Regions from separate parts of the Triticum aestivum genome. Here region 2 is linked to region 1. A link is a contact called in public Hi-C data. All regions are on one chromosome and are shown on one strand. Each heading gives the region's core, a stretch centred on a gene start, on an enhancer-like site or on the middle of the called end of the contact. The rest is flanking DNA. Distances are from core to core; before and after follow the strand shown. Region 1 holds the start of LOC123145739 (serine/threonine-protein kinase RIPK). Region 2 holds the start of LOC123145743 (isoleucine--tRNA ligase, chloroplastic/mitochondrial).

Evidence for each region. A called contact is a pair of places that touch in the nucleus more often than the background predicts.
Region 2: a Hi-C map of leaf shows a contact between it and region 1, with 5 times the contacts expected there. The contact joins the promoter of LOC123145743 here to the promoter of LOC123145739 in region 1. A contact is called at or near these places in 2 of 5 Hi-C or Micro-C datasets (leaf and an unstated tissue).

What each region holds. Positions count from the first base shown.
Region 1 is chr6D:447,339,496-447,346,162 of IWGSC CS RefSeq v2.1, reverse strand. LOC123145739 (serine/threonine-protein kinase RIPK) reads left to right here and starts at 1,613. Exons shown (of 3, transcript XM_044565222.1): 1 at 1,613-2,303; 2 at 2,386-2,522; 3 at 3,312-4,143. The coding sequence starts at 1,742. The coding sequence ends at 4,010. LOC123145738 (protein OPAQUE1) reads right to left here. Exons shown (of 38, transcript XM_044565221.1): 30 at 6,576-6,667; 31 at 6,355-6,486; 32 at 6,178-6,248; 33 at 5,704-5,803; 34 at 5,431-5,487; 35 at 5,284-5,340; 36 at 5,123-5,203; 37 at 4,959-5,041; 38 at 4,405-4,813. The coding sequence ends at 4,693.
Region 2 is chr6D:447,490,993-447,497,659 of IWGSC CS RefSeq v2.1, reverse strand. It overlaps LOC123145743 (isoleucine--tRNA ligase, chloroplastic/mitochondrial), which reads right to left and starts at 3,457. Exons shown (of 22, transcript XM_044565225.1): 1 at 3,195-3,457; 2 at 2,952-3,120; 3 at 1,754-1,908; 4 at 1,569-1,670; 5 at 846-915; 6 at 580-692; 7 at 286-354. The coding sequence starts at 3,218.

The DNA.
Region 1 (6,667 bases), core at 364-2,863:
CTGTGAATTTAGGTCAAATTCCCTGTATAAGGGCATCTATTTTCACTTTGAGAGGAGCTCAACAAGGCAGAGAGGGACGGGCTTATAAACTGGTGTGAGCGCCCTTCGGTTGGCGAGGTGGGACTAAACACTGGCCGCAACTAGGACCAGCCCTTTAGTTCCGGTTTATGGTATGAACCGGGACTAAAGGGTGGTGGGCCAGGAGCGTGGCCCATTGGTCCCGGTTTGTCCCACCAACCGGGACCAAAGGGTCCGGACGAACTGGGACCAATGCCCCCACGAGGCCCGGCAGGCCCCTGGCCGCACGAACCGGGACCAATGCTCACATTAGTCCCGGTTCGTGACTGAACCGGGACTAATGTGAATATTGCCCTGTGACCAAAGCCCAGTTTTCTACTAATGAGCAGGCACCATACGATAGCATTTTCTTTCCTTACGATCTCAGAAAAGGGATCGGGTTCCATTATCAGAAGGCAACAGAGCAGAAAGCATAAAAATAAAAGGCATCCTGGTGCAAAACGATAGAAGAGGCTAATCAGCTGAACCTAGGAAAGCAAAGTTTCAACAGAACCATACATACTACTTCCTCCATCCCAAAAAACAAGTAGTAGTATCTCAATTTTAGTATGTACAACTTCAATACCTAATTAAGTCCCCTTCCTCTCTTTAGAAAGGTATATATGTTGTCGAAATCCCTGTAGTCGTTGAGAATTAATTATAAGAACAGAAACGTTCCTACGTACGTACACGGGCGCGAACTGGTCTTGTCAGTCAGAGAAGCCTCTTGAGAATGGTGGGTGGGTGCGTCGCCATCTTACCTTGGCCATGACACGACGATGCAGAGCTATAGCTAGCATAGCAAAACACCTTAGCATAGTATGTAGCCGGCCAAACGCTTCCTTTCCAAAAGCGAGAGTTCCCACCCGCACCCTGACACCGACACGTAACAACGCGGCCATTTTCTTCCATCATCATCATCAAACTACTCGTATTAAAACTGTTAATTTCTCCGTCTCAAATGCTAGCTAAAGGTGGCCGTTCCTCAACGGCTCCGTTGAACTGACGTTGCCAGTTACCTCAGAAGCTACTCCAAGATGCAGTGTTAAAAATGGCTACAGTGTGCATTACAGCGCGACACGTACATACAACATCCTTGTCATATATACATACTGGCCGATTGTACAACATATTTCGACCACGAAATTGCAGTATACTTGCACGGCCAAGAAGTACACGAGCTAGAGTCCACACGCGTCCTTGTCATACGTACACACGTCGGACGCCGGCCAGCAGCCAGCTGCGTTCCGGATCATTTTTTCCTACAGCTAGCGATCGAGCTAGTCGCATTCACCTCTAACCCAAGCCAGCACACAACACCCAACTCGCCGGAGCAATCTCACCATCAACGTCACCGGCCGCGCAAACCACGCAGATGCGTTTTACCGCGCCGCGTTGCTCCGGCCAGGTCAAACCGTCGGACCCTTCCGTTTACACCCGCGCCTGGGCTACCTCCCCCGTGACCACGACCCGATCCTCCATCCATGGCTCCATCCGACCAACCCAAAACCACGCTATATATGCGCGCACGCGCCCCACCCACCCTCCACACCGCACCTCGACCCATCTTGTCAACCCATCATCCACTCCCATCGATTCCCATTCCAACAAACCAGAGGAAGAATCCAGTTCGTTGCACTCGACCGATCGCCAAGGAAGGAACCACTCGACCTCCATCGGCACCATGAGGGCGTTCCTGAAGGGCTGCTTCTACCCGCGCGGCGGCGCCACGGACCCGGCGGCGGTGGCGGACGGCGACGAGGCGACCACGGCCACGGCCAAGGCCACGGCGCCGCCGAGGGCGTCCACCAAGAAACCCAAGAAGAAGTCGATGCGGCGGGCGCCGAGCGCGACGGCGCGGCTGCGGACGCTCTCCTTCGACGACCTGTCCCGCACGCTGGCCTCGTCGGGGATGCACGCCTTCACCGTCGCCGAGCTGCGGGCCGCCACGCGCAACTTCTCCGGCAGCCACTTCATCGGGGAGGGCGGGTTCGGGCCGGTCTACAAGGGCTTCCTCGACGACAAGGTGGTGCCGGGGATGCAGCCGCAGCACGTGGCCGTCAAGTACCTGGACGCCGAGGGCCCCCAGGGCCACCGCGAGTGGCTCGCCGAGGTCGTCTACCTCGGCATGCAGCTCAGCCACCCGCACCTGGTGAAGCTCGTCGGCTACTGCTACCAGGAGCACCACCGCATGCTGGTGTACGAGTACATGGCCCGCGGCAGCCTCGAGCACCACCTCTTCAAGAGTAAGAATTCGTCCACATACAGTTCTTCGATGATTGATCACGCCGACATGGTTACTGATCTTGGATGATTTTTGTTGCGCAGATCTGCTGGCGAGCTTGCCGTGGGCGACGAGGCTGAAGATCGCGGTGGGGGCGGCCAAGGGGCTGGCGTTCCTGCACGAGGCGGAGACGCCGGTCATCTACCGGGACTTCAAGGCCTCCAACATCCTGCTCGAATCGGTCAGTGCTCCTCCACCATCCCTACCAACTCCGGCGGGCATATCATATCCCGTTCATACCTCCATACCTCCTTTCCTCTGTACACGCACGCACGACTAGTTCGTCGGTGCCTCCCAGCAGATACGATTTGATATGACGACCATCTGCGTCTGCGCGCGTACGTGCCAGCACGTTTTAAAACTGGCTCGTTGGCCGATCTCTGTCGGTTTAGTTTCTCTAATGATGATGTCTCAGAGACTTTGATCCGTTGAACGAGCAAAGCCCTAGACTTAATCTCTATGGTAGTGTATATACTTAATTACTGTTAGCCACTAACAACCACAAATTTGAATATGCGTAGAACCAGTAGCCTTTTTTCCCGGTCGAATTGTCTATGCCTCGGACGGGATCAGACAAGCATAAATGTTGCTGTCATTGTGAGGAGGCAGGAAACGTGCCCTCGAGGATGATACAAAATTGGCCAGTTGGTCTGTTCTTAAGTCTCCTAGGCTAGGCTATATTAGCACCAGCTAGAACGCACAAGCTGTAGCCTGTAGGAGCTAGCCGGCTAACATAGTCGCACCTGTCTAAATCAACCACACGTAGCCAGTATACATCTAGTACGATCACCTAACACAGCCACTTTACTTGGCACTCCAGATAACCACGTAGAAATGTCAACAAATACACAACAATTCGGTACACTTCCACCTAAAACAACCGTGCATGCAATTCACGTGTATATTACTATTAACCAGTACACGTCGATCGACCCGTGATTCTGACTGTGTGTGCGCCTATGTATTGCAGGACTACACGGCGAAGCTGTCGGACTTCGGGCTGGCGAAGGAGGGCCCGTCGGGGGACGACACGCACGTGTCGACGCGCGTCATGGGCACGCACGGCTACGCGGCGCCGGAGTACATCCTCACGGGCCACCTCACGGCGAGGAGCGACGTGTACAGCTTCGGGGTGGTGCTGCTGGAGCTGCTCACGGGCCGTCGGAGCGTCGACAAGCGCCGCCGCGGCCGCGAGCAGAACCTCGTCGACTGGGCCCGGCCCTACCTGCGGCGGCCGGACAAGCTGCACCGCGTCATGGACCCCAGCCTCGAGGGCAGCTACTCCGCCGAGGCCGCCGCCAAGGCCGCCACGGTGGCGTACAACTGCCTGCACAGCGTGCCCAAGAACCGCCCCACCATGCGCGAGGTCGTCGACTCGCTCGAGCCGCTCATGCGCATGTCCCGCGACGTGCCCGCCGGGCTGTTCGTCTACACCGCGCCGTCGGAGCCGTCGCCGGTGGCCAAGGTCGTCGCCGACAAGGCCGATAAGGCCGCGGAGGCCGGCGAGGAGGCCAAGGACGGCGGCGCTAGCGCAGCGGCGGCGGCGGCCAGGAAGAAGTGCCAGCGCTCGGCCGTGAACGCCGAGAGCGCGGCGCCGAAGTACGCGAGCTCGGTGGCGGGGAACGAGAGCCGGGGCTCGCCGAGGCAGAGAAGGGACAGAGGGGCGTGAGCAACGACGCCACGCGTGAGTTCGTGTGTGCGTGAGTTCTTTTTTTGTCCAAATTGTTCAAAGTGTACATAATTGAAAGAACCAGGATGTGTAATCTGTTGGTTGATTTATTTTTATTTTCTTTTCTTGGTGATTGTATTTGTATCACACAAGAGCAAAAGGTGTTAGTAGAGAATTTTTTCCAGGCCAAAACTATGGTGTTCTTTCTTGATTAAGACGTTCCTTTCAAAAAACGAATCATCTGCAGCTGATTGTTTGGTACAGGGACTAAAACAAGTTCAACCACTCCCATAGCTAATGCTTTCAACTACCAACACTTTTCCGGAGATTAGAACGCATCTGGTTACGAGTGCGAAACATGTTCTGCACCAAACAGGACATTTTGCCACAGATGTTAATCAATTTCGGGCAACTGCTTAGCATTTTCTACAGTATTCTTTGTACAACATAGATAGCCAAGACAACTGGACACCCACGAAGCCAGGGCCGTTCGGCGTCTAGCAACAATTGTTGCTTTGGAACTGCATACCTATTCACCCCTCTTCCACCCTAGATCAAATTTGCTCTAGAAACCTAAACAACAGTACAACATTGCTGAAGGGGTGCAACCCCATAAAAATCTGGGGATTAACTGATCTTCACGGCAGCACAAACCTCGTTGTTCTATTACACAGGGAGTGGGTCATGATGCCGTCAGTAGAAACTGCGCAGATGGATAGTGATGAAGCGATTCCGGCAGCTCCACATCCGCATAATCTATTGCTGGGATGGCGATTGACAAATCCTCGGTCGAAAACGGTATACTGCACCAAGCAAGCATCAAATGTAAGTACAAAATCAGCAACCACTTAAAACATATTCCACTTTTGACAAACAAAAACACGGAAGTTCGAAAGGTGCATTTTCTACAGTGTGCTAAGCGGTAACTAACAAGAAAATCACAGCTACCTTAGATCATCATCCAACAAAAAGGAATTTGACGCGAGGTTCTGAGTATCTTTGTTGACCATCTCCCGCATTGCGGCAACAACCTGTAAAACCGTAACATTTTCAAGACAAATAACGCAAGACAAAATCTAAAAGACGAAAGGTCCAAAGCTAAAAGTGCATACCTCATTTGATATTCCCTGGGTATTGTACTTGTCGTCCCAGTACATTGAGCATATCCGGTAGATTTGCCTAAGGCTCAAGGACTACACGTGAAAAGGGGCTGGTTATAGTCTGCAACAAAATGATGGCTAACAGCAAAAACAGAAGCTGTACACAGTCTTACCGGGCAGAGATCTTGACTGATCTCCTCAAGTGTCTTCTTCCTTTTTTGGTGTATAACCTACATTATGTAATCAGTGAGAAATACCCCAAGGCATAGAAGATGCAACAGAAATGACTCGGAGAAAGTGCATCTTGCACAAGCAATTACCAAAAATCCGACAGCTTGTCTAATATAATTAAGCTCATGCCAAGAAGTTCCTGCAAACTAAAAGTAAAACGGATAATAAATTTGTGAAGAACAGAACAGAAAATAAGTAGCCACACAGAAAATAAGTAGCCACACAGAAAGATATAACAGGAAAAATGGAACAATATTATTGGACATGAAACGAGCGGAACCAGATTGTCAGGGTTTCTCGTAGTCCACTTCCTGAATTATATGCCAACCAGACAAGCAGAATGTAGTACTAGCACAACTTACCTCCTCAGAGACATCAGTAATCCATTTCTCCAGCAATGACAGTCCAGCTTTAACATATTCTCCATTGGAGAATGTACAACATTCACGCCGAAGAAGAAGACTGATGGCACAAAAAAATTGTTAGTATGACTGAAAGTGAAGTAGAATCTCATTATTCTGCTGGTCCCTTATCTGTACCATACTGACAAAGCATTTTCTGAAGTGTCAGTGTCCCATTACCTACAATTTTTTAACCCAAAGAATCCTATTTGTTCCGTCACATATAGACCCTTTCCTCAACCCAGAATTATAGCTACAGTGATCTATTCGCAAATAAAAGGAACAAGATTTTACCATTCGTTGAAGAGTTGTATTGTTTGTCAACTAATCTTAGAGGATCACTGTTGCAACACATGGCACTGGCTATCATGTGTGTTGCTTGCATATTATTAAGACACAGATACCAAGTACTCAAATTATAATAGAAGGAACTACCTGTTGAAAAGTTGTATGTTGACGAAGGAGAATAACTGAGTGATGAGCTTACGTATAAAGAACGATGGCACCTGCAGCACAAACATATAAGGTTACTAGAATCACTTGGATAAAGCTATCAAATCCTTTCTAGTGGAGAGTTGTGCCAAAATAAGAAGAGTTAAATGAAAAGCTTACATGATTTTCACGCAGAGTATCCATAAGCAAATTTAGGAAACTGACAATGTTGTCCCAATGGGAGTTCGATGGCTGTTGAGCACTAACCCCTGGTGCTTTGGGAGCTTTTCCAGGGCGTGTTGATTTTGGAGCCTGACGTGCAATTTTTCAAAGGATACAAAAATGATCCAGTTGTACAATGCTGTCTGTAGCCAAATCACAAAAGAGAGGAAGGTATATACCTGAATGCAAAGACTGAGAAGAGGTGATATTTCCTTTTTTAGATTATCCCTTAGCTGCCCAAAGATCTTTTCGACACATGCTGTTAGCTGCT
Region 2 (6,667 bases), core at 2,208-4,707, 150 kb before region 1:
CAAGCAAGATAGAGATGCTGACAACCCAATCAAGTCATCCAATCTCCGAGCCATTGTTTATAAGGCGTCTCGCCTTGGACGCTTAGGCGGCAAGGCACCCTGGCAGCACCTTACAATTATGCCTGCTTTAGGCGCTTATGCGTCAGGGCGGTTGGTGCTCGCCTTAGGTCGCCTTACCGCCTTAAAAACAATGCTCCAAGCTCTCACTCAAGTGAATAGGATAGATACATATAGATGCATTTCCATGATTTTTTACATAAATAGTAGGAGTAACAGAGTGAAAACCTGAGCAGCTTCATATTCTGGCGAAAGAGTTAGGTAAGGGCTGTCCCAATCTGCCCATATACCGATCCGCTGCAAGCACGGTGTTATTTGTTAATATACAAGTAAGGAACTAAAAGCTAAAACGTTTTGAAGGCTTTCGGTAAGCAAGAAGAACATGTGCCAGGCATTACATGACTCGGCCTTGCCTTAGAAAACTGTAAACACACCATGAAATACCACAAAACTTAAATAAGTGCATCTGACTCGCTAACCAGACCAAATTGCCACTAGAATTTAAAATGAAGAAAATATTACCTTGAAAGAATTCATTTGTGCATTAACGGTCACTTTAGCAAATTTTGCAGCCTTTTGCCTTAATCTTATAGGTGTTAGAGCATTCAATGTTGCTTTGTCCATTGACTTCAGAACTGCAGTAAATGATCAACTGTTACTTGGTTATAATCTAACACATGCAAAGCAGGCATCTTCTAAGTGAACCCACCCCAACAACAAAATAACCACAATTAAATACACTTTTGAATATGACAACATTTCCAAAGGTCATATAGAGTTGAACTTACCTTTTAATTCTATCGGAAGGCCATGGCAATCCCACCCAGGAATAAAGGAAACCTTGTGATTCTGAAGCAGCTGTGCAATAGAAGAGAGGATCAGAACACTGAATAAATGGAAAATTATGGTTTCATTGGGTCCATGTTCTAATTCATATTTGTGTACTGATAAGGATTTAGATCATACCACCATCAGAAAATATAAAGGGTCGCCAAATCAATATGCACATCATTGATTATTGAACAAAATGACTTCAAAACATTTCAACAGAAGTGAGTTGCCAGGACAACATAATAAAATTTTATAAAAATCATCATGTCGTACAGAATCAACTACAATTAGGTGTCCATCTAAAAAAAGAACTTAGGTGACCCAGAGCCAGCATATTATAAGATTTTATACAAGAAAAAATTCTCATCTGGAATCTTATATCTCATACACAATCAATTACTCTTAGTCTTGTAGAACCTAAGCTGGTTTATCTAGCATTCTAGCATGAGCAATGCCATTTACATAGGTCCAATCTTTGTTGAACTGTCAACATCAAGCTGAATATGCAGACTTTACCATTTGAAGATAATGGCACACGCATCAAAATATGGGGTGGCCCAGAAATTGAACTGACACAGAATATGAATCCGTACCAATTGTTTCCCCCAAAAAGAAATATGTCAATTGTTTGCAAATAAACATGTGCGTACAGCTAGATGAAATTCAAGGATAGCTGATACCTTGTAGCGATTTATAATATCTTTGAGAACTTTATTCAGCGCATGACCCATGTGAAGATCACCATTAGCATAAGGCGGGCCATCATGAAGAGTAAATGTGGCCTAATCAAACAACCAAGAAAACCAACTAGGTCAGATGAATAGTCTCGTTTCATTTATAGCTCTACTTGAAAAAGTAAGCTCACCCCAGTATTCCTTTCGGACACCCTCTTCAGCACCTGGTTCTCCTCCCACAACTTCTGGAGCTCCGGTTCGCGCATAACAGAGTTTGCTCTCAAGCCAAAACTCGTCTTTGGGAGATCCACCGTGTGCTTGTATTTCCCATCTTCTTGTTTCGCACCTAGGAAAAACCGACAAGCTATCAGTTCCAGGTACCTCCGTGTTCTAACACCCTAAGGAGGACCAATGACTAAAACAAGACTCAACCTGTCAAACATCAATTAACTGCTTATTTCAATTTCAAACGGTCCAGATCAAAACACTTATATCATTAAGAGATTTTCATTTTGAAACATGCCAAATCGGACTACCTATACTGTTTCCCGCAAAAAAAAGGACTACCTATATACCATTAAGGATCAGTAGCTCAATTAAAACGCCTGCTAGTAATGATGTCTTATTGAGACTCAATGAAAGGAACTTTTATCCCCATGACTGCACTCAGGTATATTAAACATGGAGAGTTTTTCTAACTTTTAACTCTGAACTTCTAAGAAAATAGCAAAATTATTCATTAAATCATCAAATCCCCATATATATAGCATATAATCTCAATCGGTTAGCATCATCACACACACAATCACCACCGTCTGAGCGCTATTTCCACCATCCAACATCTAAAATAAGCTCACCTGTTCTTCTAGTTATTCACAAAATGAAAATCAAGATTGCTTTGATACTGAGACACCGGATGCAGAAAGCTTATATTGAAGGAAGTCTCATACAGACCAAAAAGAGAACATGGTGACAAATTGTGATGAAGGCGTAGAAACCTTAAATAAAAAAATACATACATAATGACCTAATTACAATGAAATGACCCAGCATGGGACATTTGCCAAAGAGCAATATCTATCAAGCTAGACTGACCAGATTAAGCTCAAGTTACACGCATCCATCAAGTGAAGACCCCGTCAGTTCCAACTACGACCACGGGCAAATTTCACTTAGAACCCTGATCAGCAATCAATCCGAAGCTCTCAAATTCATTCGTCTAATCCTACCACTGCTTGTGTCCCTAGTCCCTAGCGCCGGATGCAACTCGCGAGCAATCCACCTCAAAAAACTGACGCCCCATCGCAACACCTAACAGACGGTCGCCGATTCCCCAAACCAAAAAACCCCACCCTGAACCCCTAATGACGCGAGCGAGAGACGGCTCACCCTCCGCGGCCTTCTTCGCGGCCATGACGGGGCCCCGGGACCGGCGCTTCGAGGCCGACGACGACGGGGCGAAGAGGTCGCTCAGCTCGGTGGAGAACGGCCGCCGCGCCGCCACCGGCGCCGCCCCCAGCCTGCGCAGCGGGAAGCGGCATCTCTGCGTCGAGAAGACCTGCGGAAGATCGGGGGCTCGTGAGGAATGCCTCTAGGAGCTTCGGCGGTACAAGGGAGGGGGGGCGCGCTTACGCGACAGCAGGAGACGGCGTCCATCCGACGCCGGCGCCGCGAGACGAGCGAGCGAGCGGGCGAGCTCGAACTGGTTCCGTTGGGGAGGGGGGCTGCCCGGCCGGTCGACGGCTAGGTGGGCTCTGCTATGGGCGCGGCAATGGCGGCATCGGGGGATAAGGGGATTGGCGAGCGAGGGGAGAGGGGAGGAGGAGAGAGCCTGAACCGGAGAAGAGGGGTGTGGAGGGTTTTTTTTGTGGGCTAGGTGTGGGGCCCCCTTTGATGGGCCATTTGTTCGTGAGGAGGGCGTCATCATGGTTGGGCCACTTTGTGAGGAGGGAGCTACTGGGCTAGGCCGCGCTGTAGACGTCAACTTGGGCTCTCTTAGCTGTTCGACACGCTCCCCGGCTCCCGTGTCCACTTGGCCCAGTAAATGGACAGGCTGCGAATAGTTTTTTTTTCGCTCAAAAATAATAGTTTTGTTTTTTGAGAAGGCAGCAGTCTGGAGAATAGCGAGAAGAACCTCTCAAAGAAGGCAATGTATCGGGTGAAAACGCTTGTTCAGTGAAAATCTGAAAACTTTCCCTCTTAACCATCAGATCTAAAATGAACGGATAATATAAGAGGTGGGATCCCCCTTAGCCACTTAAACGTATTTGACAGAAACCCCCCGGTCACATCTTAGTCTCTTTGTACAATTTCATCTCCTACCTCAGGCCGATCTAATCTCTGTGAAAACAAATCACCGCCGGAGCTCGCCGGAGACCCGGCGCTCCTGCCACCGGGCGATGTGGTCGAGCCCGCAACTTTCCAGTCCTGCTTTTGGTGCTCCACCTCGATGCATACCAATTTGTAGATTGTCAATTCCTGAAAGCGACGCTGGCCGACGAGCAAGTGCTGCATGGCGGGGTGTTCTAAACGGCGAGTGAGACACGCCCTCGCTGCTTCCGATGGACACAACAGCAGGCCCCTGCCTCACATGTCACAGGGCACGAGTACATAAGATTAGCGTAGTCGTTTTCTTTAGTTAGATGAGATCTGCACCTAGAGTTCTTACCTCTGCTCAATTTCCCGCTTGTTTGATACTCCCTCCGTTCCAAAATTAGTACAAAGTTGAGTCATCTATTTTAAAACGGAGGGAGTATTTATTTGGTTTGTAGTCCCGTTCGGCAAGTCCACAAGTGTGAGCTAATTGTATCATGAATCTGAATTTCGTTACAACTGACCTACGAGTTCCTCTACTCATGAGCTCGCAGCCCCTAAATTCATTGAATCTGAAATTGATTGCAAGAAGTCCTTCTAGGATTCAGATTGATTGGAAGAAGCAGCATAGGCTGGCTCATGCACAACTCAAGTCGGTTCAAACAGAGCTTTGTTACCGTGGACAAATCTCAGCTCGTTTGCAGTTAACATCGCAACCATCATCCCCGAAAACAGAAGTTAAAAAGGTTTCGAAAGTTCAAAACCAGGACCTCTCGTCCACTCATCATGATTTAAAAGATATTCGGCTTCATGTTTGCTACGGCCAATCTCCATGCATGTTCATGGTGGCGCGATGGACTCGTAACTCTTTACTTTAGTTTGCTCGGAACATGATGAGGCACCGAGTGTCACAAATAATGAATTAATCTAAAAGATAGCAGTATAGTACATGATGTGGGAACACCAGAGAAATTTTACCTGAAACCGGGGCCATCTTCCTCACGAGCTGGATGTTCGGCCAAGGTTTCAATCTCTCAAATCAGTGGAGAGACTTTTACCTTGTACCTGTATATATATAAAAGCACTTACTTGCGTGCCAAGTGTCCTGTTAAATACTTCTACAATGCATCACGAGAGTAGGAATTAGCATTACGCAGGCTCCATGCAAATTGAAACTTGTCGGAATTAGTTACTAGTATATGCTCTGCTACGGTAGAAGTAAATTAGAAGTCAATTCGGTTAAAAGAAAACTGCGGCTTGGTCCTAGCACGGCATATCGAGAACGCTAAACTATACCACGTCGCCCTCGGAACTGATGGAGCTCATGTTGCACATACGTACATGCAAGTAGTGTGAACATGTTTAGCAGAAGGATATCCTACAAACAAGTCAATGTAGGTGCCCATGGTGTGTCCAGTTGCTCTCTTGAGGTTAAGGGACGTGTGAGACTTGAGATTTGTTGGGTGTCAGTGCATCTCCAATCGAACCCTAAAACTTACGAATCCGTATAGGACGCATCTAGATGTGACTTTGTTATCCCTCATCTAAATGATGTCATCTCTCTCATCCTTGACTTGCTCTCCTTGGGATGCCAGCTCGTGTACGTCTCGAGGAGTAGCACCCTATTAAACCCATTAAGCGTCGCGTGAAGGGCGGTCAACTGGCTATGACATGTGGCGCAAACTGGTCGGCCGCGGTGAAAAGACTTTTGGAATATTATTTTTAGATGGAGTGAGGAATTTTTTAAAATATTTTTTTCCTTTTTAGATGAAGGTGATGACCCCACATATTTTTTGAACGGAGGGCTACGCAAAGTGACGCTCGCTAGTAGGCTGTGTTGATGATTTTTTTTCCTAGATGGAGGTGAGGACTCCGTCTATTTTTTATAAATAAAAACGTGCACATAACTTCCTCTCAAGCGGCACCACAAGATGGCGCCCCAACCACTAGTATTCAGTCAAGAGAGAGAGAGAGAGGTGCGGCCGAAGGAAACTCTTGCTAGGAGTTGGGTTCGGTTGTTCAAATTTGAGCAGCGATGGACACTTCTCCTCAAACTTTTTAGGAGTTAAATCGAATGAGTGTTCGGTTAGAGTGGGCTTAACTCCTGAACGAAGAATATTTAGAGAGGTTAAAGCATTTTAGGGGTTCGGTTCGAGTTCCCTACCTATATTCAGTGTCCAATTGGCAGAGCAAAGGATCCTCTGATTCACCATGAGTATTGGGAGAATTTCGTGTGCTCCCATTCATCATATGCTCCCATATTAAAAAAAACACTTTGATTTAAATGTTTCAGTTTTTTCTTTTATGTTCACAATACATGTGACTACAACTCCTACAACAAAATTCAGATCCAAATTCAAACTACACATGGAGATACAAAAGACAAATTCTGATATGAACAGTGTCATTTTTTTTGCTTTTGTCATTTGTGGCACCATTCATGTTGGATTATATGAACATTGTACAAAAAATATGTGGAACGGTCGTCACATAGTCACGCCCAAATTATGACCGTGATTTTGGAAGCCCGGTCATATCCCATTTTTGTTGCTTTGAGACGCGCGTGCTTGTCACCTTCAGCTTGCTATCAGGATGTGCGACCTGGCTCTCAAAAAAAGGATGTGCTACCTAGCTCTAGTAAAGCACTTATCTATGATGAATGATCTCTTTGATGGGTGGCTTCAAACAGCTGGGTAGATAGCTATGGTGTGGTCGGCAAATCAACGCATGGCAAGCATTGAACGATCAGTTCAGTTCAGTTGGCCACGAGCTATCTGTACTGCTTAATCAGT